Linked DNA regions of Triticum aestivum: region 2 is linked to region 1. Evidence: chromatin contacts called from public Hi-C data. All regions are on one chromosome and are shown on one strand. Each heading gives the region's core, a stretch centred on a gene start, on an enhancer-like site or on the middle of the called end of the contact. The rest is flanking DNA. Distances are from core to core; before and after follow the strand shown. Region 1 holds the start of LOC123139894 (OVARIAN TUMOR DOMAIN-containing deubiquitinating enzyme 12). Region 2 has its middle 13 kb from the start of LOC123139897.

What was found. Hi-C and Micro-C count contacts between places; a contact is called where the count stands out from the background.
Region 2: a Hi-C map of leaf shows a contact between it and region 1, with 5 times the contacts expected there. The contact joins the enhancer-like site here to the promoter of LOC123139894 in region 1. A contact is called at or near these places in 3 of 5 Hi-C or Micro-C datasets (all in leaf).

Annotation. Positions count from the first base shown.
Region 1 is chr6B:712,369,901-712,376,124 of IWGSC CS RefSeq v2.1, reverse strand. It overlaps LOC123139894 (OVARIAN TUMOR DOMAIN-containing deubiquitinating enzyme 12), which reads left to right and starts at 3,249. Exons shown (of 11, transcript XR_006469687.1): 1 at 3,249-3,642; 2 at 3,871-5,108; 3 at 5,203-5,307; 4 at 5,373-5,506.
Region 2 is chr6B:712,482,279-712,488,502 of IWGSC CS RefSeq v2.1, reverse strand. No RefSeq gene overlaps it. Among protein-coding and RNA genes, the nearest start is that of LOC123139897, 13 kb to the left of the region's middle. Within about 2 kb of position 2,737, at least 2 of the 8 cell types and tissues checked have an H3K27ac peak or open chromatin away from gene starts, as enhancers often do. A contact at or near this core is called in leaf, where this site is marked.

The DNA of each region.
Region 1 (6,224 bases), core at 2,000-4,499:
AAGGCGTGTGAGGTATAGGAAAAAGGAAAGAAGCTTATGTGTTACTATTGTCACTTCATCCTAACAGGTACAATTTTATTTGTAGATAGAAGTACCTAACAATGTCTCACGTCTCAACTTTCATGCCCTTCCAAAGATGGAATATATGTAACAAAAGAGGGAAAGAGGGCAAACCGACGTGCCCACTTGGTCGGTGGGGTGTTCGGTCCCCATATGTTTATGACCATGCGAGTTATAGATAGATGCTTTAAGACCTGCTTCAACGCTGATACATATATTACCACCGCATCTCGAAGTATTCCTTTGCCGCTAACCTTTTTTGTACCGTGTCGTCCTTAGTTTAGCGCCTGGAGATGCGGATGCTCCTGGGCACGACGACACGCGCCAAAGGCCATAAAACCGTGGCACCCTGTCCCCACCATCAGTTTTCTTGAAAGCGCGAAAAGCCAAGAATGTGAAATACCAAGGAATAAACCATTGTTTTGTGAGTGTATTATGGCGCGGGTCACTCTCGGCCTCCTTAAAAAGATTGTCATCTTTTCACCTAGTAGAGTTTAAAATCCGGCATCCACCTAGAACCAGGGTTTTTCCGAAGCGCGAAAAGCCAAGAAAGTGAAGTAAGACCCATTGTTTCGTGCGTTTATTATGCTGCCGGTCACTCTCGGCCTCCCTAAAAAGATTACCATCTTTTCACCCTAAAGTCTGAAATTCCACGTCGGCCTCAAGTTTTCTAGTCCGGTCTAGTAGGTAAATAAAAATAGTAAAGAGGAGAAATTCCGTGGGGGCGGGGGGCCGCTTGGCTTTTAGCCAGCGGCGTACGAAAAGATGCCATTCCCGATGGCAGGCCCGGCCGCATCCAGGGCGCGGGGCCCGCCCGGCCCGCGGGCTGGCTGACGGCCGTCAGATTGCCGCGCAGAGCGCCGGGATAGATTCCCCTCGGAATCCGCGCGCTGCTCAGATGGGCCTGTGACGTCAACGCCCGCCCCGCTGGCCTCGCCCCCTGCCCCCGGGCGGGCCCCGGCCCGCTGACGCGATTCCACCGGTCGACGACGCCTCGATGGGACGAGCGGACTCTCCGTCCTCCTCTGCGGTTCCACCCCTGTAGTTCCCTGGAATCTGTCTTGAGTACCGTAAGTACCACTGGAGCTTAATGCGTACACGTGTTAAACTTGGCTGATGACAAGCATTATTGTATCCTATTTTTTTTAGGGGTATTGTATCCTATTGGTACATGGGCTTTCCCTTTGGTGAGCAACGTGCCCAAGTTCATGTCAAACAAAATTAGATTATCCGTGTCTCCATACACTTCCTTCAACATTTTTCAAACGCCTTCTTCAAAAAGAATATCCGAACAGTTCTTTCAACAAAGGCAGTGGCGTACAAGTATTTGTATCATGCATGCAGTATAAGCAATAGTACACTCATTAACATTGTCATAAATACAACCATACTCTTCAAGCAACTCATCTGTCCCTACGATGAAAAGCGACCGGACGAACCGAATAATCAAAATCACACATACATTCTTGACAACATTTGGCCAACTAATACTAGCTAGCGCCAACCATGGAGCCATTCGGCTTATTTTGAGTTATCGGTACCTTGTTATAACCGGCTCCGGCGCAAAGCCGGTGTGTGTTTTTTTACTAAGGACCGATCTCATTTCCCCACAAGAAATAAATACCAATTAATGAGAAAAAGTATGACAATCAATGATGTCATCGGGGCGCCAATCCTTCTTTGTTGCGCTCAACGTGTAAACAGAAACCAGAGCGTTTGAGCCATATCAAGCACGTCAGCGTCAACATCGCGCATCCTTATTCTATGTCTCTACCAGGAGGACACAAACACAACGGGTAACAACAAACCGAAAGGGCCGCCGCGGTACGTCGCGTTGTGTCGCGTCACCATCAACCGTGCACATCCCCTCTCTCAAGAAAGGAGGCTACACCAGTGTTGTTACCCTCACCGGTCCATTCCAAACCTGGTCATATTTGGCGGGGTTTTTAAGCTTCAAAAAGCCACTACCATACACCACACCATGTGTTCTTCTCAACTTCCCCAAAATTCTGATCGTTTCTTACAAAGACAAAGTAACAAATATGACGCTGCCTACAACACTCAACAATCTGGGCGTTTTCGGTGGCGCTAGCCTTGACGTGTGCGGCACTTATCTTAGATTAGAGGGTCTAATTTAATTTTTAGCATACATTCATCTTTTTGCTCCGGGTTTGGAAGGATGGCCAGATTTTTTAGCGGTACTTATACTGTCTGCAGCATTTTGAAATGCTTATCTGTTAAAAGCAAATATAAATAGTCCTTTCAATAAAGGTAGTGACGTACGTACAAGTATTTGTATCATGCATGTATAAGCAATAGTACAATCATTAACATTGTCATAAATACAAATGCACCCTTCAAGCAACTCGTTGTCCTTACCACGAAAAGCGACCAAATGAGTCGAAGAATCAAAAGTATACATACGTTCTTGACAACATTTGGCCAACTAATTCCGGCGTGCCAACGGTGGTGCCATTCGGCTTATTTGAGCTAATACCTTCTTATCCCCCGGCTTGAGCGCGAAGCCGGGATGTGCTTTATAAAAGCACCGATCTGCTAACAACACCAAATCTCATTTCCCGGCAACAAATAAAAACTGTGCCTCTTTTTTAATGAAAAAAGTTGTATCCCAATCAATGATGTCATCACCGCCCCAATCCTTCTACCTTGCGCTCAACATGTAAACACAAACCAGAGCGTTTGAGCCATGTCGAACACGTCAGCGTCGACATCGCGCGCCCTTATTCTATGTCTCCTCCACGAGGACACAACACACAACGGGTAGCAACAAACAAACCGAAAGGGCCGCCGCCGCGGTACGTCGCGTTGTGCCGCGTCGCCATCGACCGTGCACAACCCCGGACCCCTCTCTCAAGAGAGAAAGCTACATGCATCCTTGCCTTGTGGTTACCCTCCCCTCAGCAATCTGTTCCAAGCACGGTCATATTCCGCGGGTTTTTTAAGCTTCAAAAAGCCACCACCATACCATGTGTTCTTCTCCCTTGTGATGACAAGGAGCAGAGGTCATTAACTAATGTTCATTCCATGAGGCGGCCGGAGAGAAGGAAGACCGTCTTGCTCACTCCGAGGGCCTCTCACCGCAATAAGAACAAACTTCAAGGTCCTTTCTGCAAAAAGGCCACCCCCACCTCCACAACAGTACAGCGAGTACTATAAACAGCAGAGGCCGCGTGCCAGCCGAAAGAGAGCGAGTGAAGAAAAACATAAAAAAATAAAAATAAGCTCCGCCTCTGCCTCTCTCCTCCCTCGCGCTCGATTCACACCGCACCTCGCAGCGGTTCCTCCTCCTCCTCCCGGCTGCTTCCTCCTCAATCCCCCCAATCCGCCGGCCGAGGAATTCGCCCGTGCGCCAGGGCTCCCGGATGACCCCCGCCCCGACCCGCCGCTCCCCCTGCTGCTGCTTCGCCTCCTCGCTCAACCCCCCCGGAGCCGCCGCCGCCCGCTAGTCCCTCGCCGGGCGAGCAGAAGATCCGGTTTTGGCCCCCGCCTCCGCCGCCGCCGCCGCCGCCGTCGTCTTTCTGCGGAGAGCTGATCGCGGGTGGGGAGCGCGCCGAGCTCGAGGTCAGTGCGCCGAGCCTTCTCTGATTTCTGGATTTCCCCTCTCTTGTTCATCGACGCGGGCGGTTTTCAGGAGGGGAAATCGGGCCGCGATCCCGACCTTATCTCCTGGACCGATTTTATCATTATCTTGCTTTGCCGGCTGCTTTCTGTTGGATTGTTATCGAAGCCGCGTTGATCTTGTTGCGATTTATGAGCCGCTGACGACGCTCTATTTTGTCCGTCTGCCAGGCTCCAAAACTGAAGAAATTGGTTGTATGTGGTAGCTTGTGGCAGCAAAAAGGAATGCCCTTTCCCCCCTTCTTTCTTGCTCTGTAGAAATGATTTGCCCCATGAACATAAAGGAGCAAAGCCGCAGCCTTGCCTGCTAAGGTTGCTTCATCATCGTTGATGCCGCCTTTCGGGACAACACCGCCCGTTCGTTCCCTCGTTTTCTCACTGGACGAGGCTTTCTTGTTGGATTATTAGTATTATTACTATTATAGTCGTGCAACTTTTCCGCCATTTTTCCTCGTGAGGCGGCCACTAACTCTGCAGGAATAATAATAGTCTTGCAACTTTTCCACCATTATTTCTCCTGTTGACGCAGCCACTAACCCTGCAGGAAAACAGGGTTGCCAGATACAGTTACCCATATCTCTTGTTAATAATCCGTGTTTTGTTATTACCAGTTTAGATATATCTTTTTTTAGCGGACAGCAGTAGGTGAGGCCCTCATTTCGCAATCCACACCGAGCACGTCAGCCGTTCGTATCAGAGAAATTAAGGTGGATATCGCCTGCAGTTAGTTCGCTCTCCCTGAACGGCCTCTCGGGCATAATCGGCAGTTAAGACGCAATCCACTATTTTAAGGCTGCTACAGAAAGCGTCTGATTGGATTATGGGACTGTTCCAGCTTTTCTTGTTTTCATAACGTGTGATGGGAGTAATCATATTGGGTTGTTCAATCAGCCTTTGATTTGATCTTGCATGTTATTAGGTTGTTGATTTGGTTGCTTAGACTGATAATAAGTTGTGCTAATAATATCTTATAATGTGGTAGTGGTCCCAGGAGGGGGAGGATTGCGTACTAATCTGTTGGTTTTCTCCGATCTGTCGTAATCGTGACTAGTGTATCGAACACATTTAGTGAGGGTGCTCCTAACGTGACGGCTCGGATCATTCATTTATGTCGAGTCTCTCACCAGTCCTTGACTTTGTTGCAGCCGCGCAAAATTAGCCGTGTATCGCGCATTTCCTGTTCTTCTTTTGGTGTCCATTCCCTTATGCTAAAATCACTGAATCTACTTGGTAGGGGCAGTGCTTTTGACAGAGAATTTGAGCCCCACGGATGAGCATGTGTGAGAAAGATCAAAATTTCCACTGGGCCTACGACCTTTTCCATGACCCCTTTGCCGCTCCCAACAGCTACTACGGACATCCTAATGGTTACAGTGACAGCAGCTATTGTGACTACAATTATGCTAGAGGTAGTTTTGTGGAACGTCGTGCAATTCTTTTGTGCAAAACTCATGAAAAAAAGAAGGCAGTATTCCTCATGTGTATGTTTTTTTGGTTCTGCAGATGCATCGCATCCCGATGAGACATATTTGCATTCCTCCGCACTTACGTGTGATATGTACAACCCACAAGTAGGCATGTACCATCCTGGTAGTGAAAATATCCATGGTCTGATTCAGCCCTTCACCTTTCGCGGTTTTGCTATCCCTCCTAATGTATTTTGTGTGTTCCAGGAAATGTTGGCGGGCAGGAGCATGAGGCAGTCTACGTAGATCCGTCTAGTTCCTCTTCATACCCTGAGAGTGACGATTGTTTTGAAATGGAGGAAGAAGTAGGGAAGAGATTTTACCCCATGGTCCCAGTTCCCGTGAGTCTATTGATCCTTAGTCACAGTGTTGTTCCGCTAAGATTGATTTCCCTCCTTAGTATCTAGAATAAACGAAGCTTTGCTTCCAAGGAAGCTTGATAAGTCCCATGTTTGCTCACTCACTAAAGTACTCCCTCCGTTCCCAAATACTTGTCTTTCTAGGCATTTCAAATGGACTCAATATATGGATGTATGTAGACATATTTTAAAGTGTAGATTCACTCATTTTGCGCCGTATGTAGTCACTTGTTGAAATCTCTAGAAAGACAAGTATTTAGGAACGGAGGGAGTAGCTACTAAGCAATGGCCAAAGTAGGTAAGATAATTGACAGAACACCTGTGCACATGTAGCTAAAATCTCAATGGACAATTTCACCAATATGTATGTCAGTTGGATAATTGATTGTGAATACTACTTACTTTAGTGGACAGCATGATAAGAAATTCGTCCAAAAGTCTGTAAATACATTGTAAGGTGAATTAAGTTCAGATATTCTTAACTCCATGTTAAAATTTGGCAACGTCCAGATGAAAACTGTGACTTGGCTACCAGGTTCAGTTTATAGAGTTTTGCATACAAAGCTGTGATTACTGCCTTCCTTATAGTTTCATGGGAATAAATTATTACTTGTACCTTCAGTATGGGAAAAAGGCTGCAAGTTAAAACTGCTACTTGCACAATTAATCAGCATTCTTTTCTTTTCCGACACATTTATGC
Region 2 (6,224 bases), core at 1,488-3,987, 110 kb before region 1:
TTTTCAAAAATAAAATCCTATCAGCCTGCAGCAGGCCGATTGGACCTTGTCAGCCAACAGCGGGCTGATTGGCCTCCTATCGGCCTACAGATGGCTGATAGGCCAGTCGGCCAAGAGGTGGTGACCCTGTCGGCCAGCTGTGGGCCTATTACAAACAAGTACTCCCTCTGTCCCAAAATAATTGTCTCAACTTTGTACTAACTTTAGTACAAAGTTGTACTAAGTCAAGACACTTATTTTGGAACGGAGAGAGTATTAAGCAGCAACTCCGCACTACTAAATATTCGACATGTATATATATTACAGAATATTAACGGTCTACAAAAGTTCACACGCCTACAAAAAAATTACGAATATTTGCGGGAGCAATTACAAATACTGACACACCGAAATATTTCACATCCATATATAGTACGAATTATTACGAAATATTGACTGAGCAACTAAAAGAATTCACACACGTACAAATATATTACGAATATTTGCGGAAGCAACTACAAATATTGACAGATTTAAATGTTTGACATCTACGTATATTTCAGATATTGCCGGAGCAACTTCAAATACTAACACACCTAAATATTTCGCATCCACGTATAGTACGAGTTAGTACGGAATATTAACGGGACAACTAAAAAAAATTCAATCAGCTCACAGTTGGCCGACAGGACCCAATCAGCCCATAACTGGCCGACAGGTTCTTATCAGCCATCTGTAGGAGGACAAGTGGCCAATCAGCCTGCGGTTGGCCGACTAGGGGCCAATCGGCCTGCTGCAGGCTGATTGGATATTATTTTTGAAAATAAAAATATCGGCGTAATATTTGTGCAAATTAATAAAAAAATGTATTATTTAAAACAAATTAGCACCAACCGAGCAGGACAAGTCGCACGAGGGTGCGTGTGTAATAAATTACGTAACCAACCTGAACGGATGGAAGCAAAAAGAAGTTCATACGGGACAACAAGACGGGACGGGAGTGGGAGCAGTAGCGGTAGCAACAACAAAGCATCAAAAGCACCCATCTAGAGCCTTTATGTCTTTTTGCCAAAATGAAAAAGCTGCAAAAGCAAAAATAAAAGCCCAAATAAACAGGACCTAAGAGCATCAGCCGATCCTCTCATACCCGTCTCAAACTCTCGGAGATGCTGTCTGGTAAGTGATCGGTCACAGAAAATCGACCCAACCAAACCTCTCAAACTACAGACAAATGTTCGGCTGACCGGTACTCCTTATATCCAGCCAAATATAGGGCGGAGATGAGGCGGCCCGTGCACATCCCGGCGCGTCCGTCTGACAGACCAGGCCCAGCAAGGACCCCACAAAAAACCCCAATCCGGGCGGCGAGCTCAAATCCTAGCTCACTCTCTCCCTCTCTCGCTTCGTCTGTCTACTCCTTTCCCTCTCCGGTTCCGATCCCATCCACCACGATGAGTAGCTCCGGCAGCGAGTCTAACTAGGAGTTCGACTATGAGGAGGAGATGGCCCTCCGCATTGCGTTGGAGCGGTCGAAGGAGGAGACCAGCGACAGCTCCAGATCTGGAGCATCGCCGCACCTCCCGTGCCTGTGCAGCGCGGGCACTGGAGTTGGACCCTCCCGGCCCACCCGCAGTGACGCCCGATCAGCACAGTCAGCGTCGGCCCCGTGTAGTCTCCTTCCCCGCCGGTGCGCGGCCAGCTTTGGGTGTTTGTGCCGGGCCTCCGGCCCTCACGCGCACTCTAGAGTCGGAGGCGCGTGTCGTGCGCCACGTGAGGCAACATGCATGGGAGAGGGAGGCGGCGGAGCAGTCCGCACGCCGCCTCCGCGGGACAGAGTCAGACGCCGACGAGGACGCGCGTCTCCTCGCCTAGGTGTATCACCGCTCCCTCGCGACGGCGGAGGCGGACGCTCGCCGCCTCCGATGGAATAGCGCCAAGGCGCTCCGGCTAACTATTGAGTAGTCGGAGCGCGAGGCAAAGGAGGCAGCAGTTGAGAAGGCTCGGGTGGCAAGGCTGAAGCAGGAGCAGGACAGGGCGGTCCGCCAGATGAAGGGGCTCATCGTCCTCTTCGACTTTGACTCCGACGACGGCGACAACTGCATCTCTCCATCTGCCGACCAAGACCCTCCACCAGCCGAGGACGCCTACAGCTGTGCCGGCAACTGGAAGGACAAAGGCGCGGCGAGGAAGTGGTGATTTTGCCCCCCCCCCCTCCTCCTCATTGTTTATATCGTTTTTAGTTGTAGAAGTTTATGAACTTGTCCGTGGACGAACTATGATCTTTTGGATATGGTGAAGTATGTTATGTCCGTTTGCAGCGGATCTTGTGTTCCTTTGCAGCTCAATTTGGTTGTCTGTCGCCTGATCACATAGGATAGATCAACGTGTGTATGAGTAGTACGAATATAAGGTAATAGATATGAAGTACGCGGATGCAGAACGACAAATATAAGGGATGCCCGGTCAGTGAACGCGTCCTCGGGCGTTTTAGGAGCCGGATTTGAGTCCGGCTGTCTATGCTCTAATAAACGAGCGATCTTGGCCGTTTCGTCAAGCAGAACCATCTCAGATTTGCAAAAAAGATCTGTGATGCTGATGCTGTTATTACTTACTGTAGTGAATTAAAGAGGCATCACGTGTGCCCGGGCCCATGTGAGCAGCGGTGCTCGCCCCGATTTTGATTTCGACGGCCTTGTTCACAGGCGAGCCAGCGCCGACGACGACCAAGACTCGTTCGGGAGACTTTGTCCGCCTCTCCTCCTCTTCCCACTTGTGTGGCCTTCCTGGGGCTTCCTTCCCCCTTGCGGCTGCTCTCCTCTCCCTTTCGTTCGTCAGTAGGAGGAGAAAATATCTATCAGCCGTCCGTCCGTCCGTCCGTCCATTCCAGGTTTGACCGCTGCCTTCACTTCCGCCGTCAGTCCAGTCCACCATTACCTCGCTCTCGCCTCTTCCGCGCGTGCGCCCGCCTATCATCCATCGTGCCTCCTGGCTCCTGTCGCCTTCTCCGGAACAGCCTGAGCGGGTGATGTAGGGTCCTCCCTCCCTCTCCCTGGTGCGAACGAGGCGTGAATTTCCGGGCGAGCTCTGCTCCGCTGCATGCGCGCGCGAGGTCAGCAGCAAGGTCTGCATGCATGCATGCTTCATTCTTTTTTTTCTTTTTTTTTGCATGGGCATGCATGCTTCATTCACCGATTCACGGACCATCGGTTGAGCGAGACGCTCGACTCGACGGAGACCTCGACGAGTACAAGTACGTACGTGTACACCGCCTCAGTCTACTCTGTGGATCGTGCACGTGACTGCTCTGATGCGACCGGCCATGACCCGAACTAAAAAGGGATAGTAATTATTAGGTAAATGTTTCGAGCCGGGGCACCGGGCCGAACCTTTGGGCCGGCCGCTTCCTTCTTCCTCGTGTCTCACGCATCTCGCGCACGCAGCACCCCCACATCTCGCGCAGCTCGCGGGGGTGATCGCAGGCTGCAACCACAATTTTTCCGTCGCCGATAGCAGTTGAAGCTTTTTTGATATATGGTTGAAGCTTTCTCTGTCAACGTTTGCAACTTTTCTCTGGTTGCAGTGTCTGGTTGGGGCATTTTTGTACAACGGTTGAAGCTGTTTTCATACACGGTTGAAGCTTTTTACATCCACGCTTGAAGCTTTTTTGTAAACGTCTGAAACTTATTTCGTTTTGAGTAGCGCTTTGGTTAAAGCTCTCTCCTATCATATGGTTGAAACTTTTCCATCTAAGGTTGAAGCATTTTTGCACCAGCAGTTGCAAATTCCCCCTGTTTCGCAGTGCTGGTTGAAGCTTTTCCATCCCGGGGTTGAAGCTTTTTTTCCAGCGTTTTGCAACACAGGGCATGTGCGACGGTTCAAGCCTTGCCTCGCTTCAGTCGTGAGCTCGTCGTCGAGGGCGCGTGACCGGTGATCATCGCCACCGGAGCTCCGACCGTCGCACGGAGTAGTGGCCGTTGCCGGGGGAGCTGCAACCGGGGCACATGCTGCTGCATGCGTCCAGCCGGCGTGAAACGCAGGAGAGGGCGGCAACCGGCGGCGGGGGCGGTGACCGGCGTGGGGGCGGCGAAGCTCAGTGGTGCTTCGAGGTCGGGCGCCTCGCTCATCCACGGCGGTTAGATGCGTAGGAGGAGGAAGAAGAAGAAGCTTGGGGCGATTTTTTTTCTGGATCCAACAGCAACGCGACTCACATCAAACGACATGGGCTGGACCGGCCGAAACTTTCGGTCGACGCACCGGCGCCTATAAGCGCCCTAATTATTAACTGGATCAGCAAACCCCGGGACGAAAAAGGCGCACGGATGGATGGTTTTTTTTTTAGAACTACGTATGGATGGATTAAAGCGAGTCGGTGGATGTGGATGCATGGAGCCCGCCCGTGACGACCGTCATGGCCGGCGATGAGGTGTCGATGGCCGTGTCAGGCAGGCAGGCAGCAAAGTGCAGCGATGGAGCTGCTGTCTACGTCTCGCTCACTGTCAAGCCCAAAATTATAAAACACATGGCAAACATTTTTTAACGGCATTAAACATTTTTTCTCAAAAGATATACCTTTTTTTATACATGAGGAACATTTTCATATACTTGTTTAACATTTTTTAAATACAGAATTAAATTTTAAAAATATATGTTTTTAATGTTTACTTTCATTCAATGAACGTTGTACTTTTTTTTATAAATTAGGAGACCTTTTATACACATTTAACATTTTAAGTACATGATAAAAACTCAGAAACATTGTATAAATTTTTTGTATACACAATTAATAATTTATAAATGTTTTATTAAAAACTTTAAATTGTTTTATATGTCATTTTTTTGTAACATTTATATATAGAATGTTTGGAAGTAAAAAAGAAAAAATATATAATATAAGGTTGTGCCTGACCTCCCGCGAGCGTGGCCGGCCCAGTCTCGCGCTCGCCCAAGCGAGGCTGCCCTATATCTCGCAATAAGTGAGACATAGGCGTGCTACAGTGAGGCACGGAGATATAGTATGGTTATGCCATTTTTCAGTCTGTTTTCCTTGTTTTTTTTTCCTTTTTATCTTGTACTTTTTTTCCCAAATAACTGATCTTACTAAAAAATTGTGAACTATTTTGAAATCATGATTTTTTTTCACATCTATGAACTATTTCTAAGTTGTGAATAATGTTTAAGTTCGTAAACTTTCTTTATAATCGAGCAAAATTTGAAATTCATTATTTTGACGAATAAGTGAATATTTTTAAATTCGTGAACAAATTTTAAACTCTTGATGTATTTTGAATTCTTGAACATTTTCTTAATTTGCTAAAAACAAAAATATGAACTTTTTCGAAACTCGGGACCATTTTCTGTAATATTTTTTTTTAAAATCGCTCATGAGCATTTGAATTCTTAAATATGTTTTGAATTTATGAAACGATTTTTTATTTTCGTGAATCAGTGAAGATTTTGCGAATCAAAGAACAAGTTTTATAATTAGCAATCATTTCTTGAATTGATAAACATTTTTTGCAATTTCGGATTAATATTTTAAACTCATTATTTAATTAGAATTAGTGAAAAATTTGAATGGGAGAAATTTCTATGAAATTCGTGGAAGTCTTTGAATGCATAAACAATTTTTAAAATTTGGTAAAATTTTCAAAATTTTGAACATTTCTCATATCCAGGATCATTTTACATATTTCTTTTTGAAAACTTGGGAATGAAAATTTTTAAATTTTGTGACTGTTTTTGAAATTTGAGAATAAACTCGAAATGGTGGACATACTTTATGTTGAGAACTTTTTTTTGGAATATCCAACATTTTTACAGAAGTAAAAAAGGATAAAATGAAACAAAAGCAAGAAGAAAAAGAAAAAAGGCAGGGTTGGCTCGAACCGCACATGGGCTGGCGCAAAAGGATGCAGGGGCTGCGCCTTTACGTGTCACCCACCCATCGCCATGTGTGCTTGAGGGCAACTAGTATAGGATCTGGCTTTAAGGGAGATCTTTTTTGTTAAAATACAAAGCATGTTTAAAAATTCTGAAAATATTTGCAGACACACATCCATGCTTGATGTACAACCTCAAAATTTCAGCTTCTAATTCGACCTACACTTGTAGATACCATAAAGACAAAATCGGATGTAAATAGTGTCAAATACTATTCACCCAAAGCATTTCTTTTAGAAAAGAAGGATCATCCCGGCCTCTGCATCAGATTGATGCATGCATCCACTTTATTAAGTGAAATATCC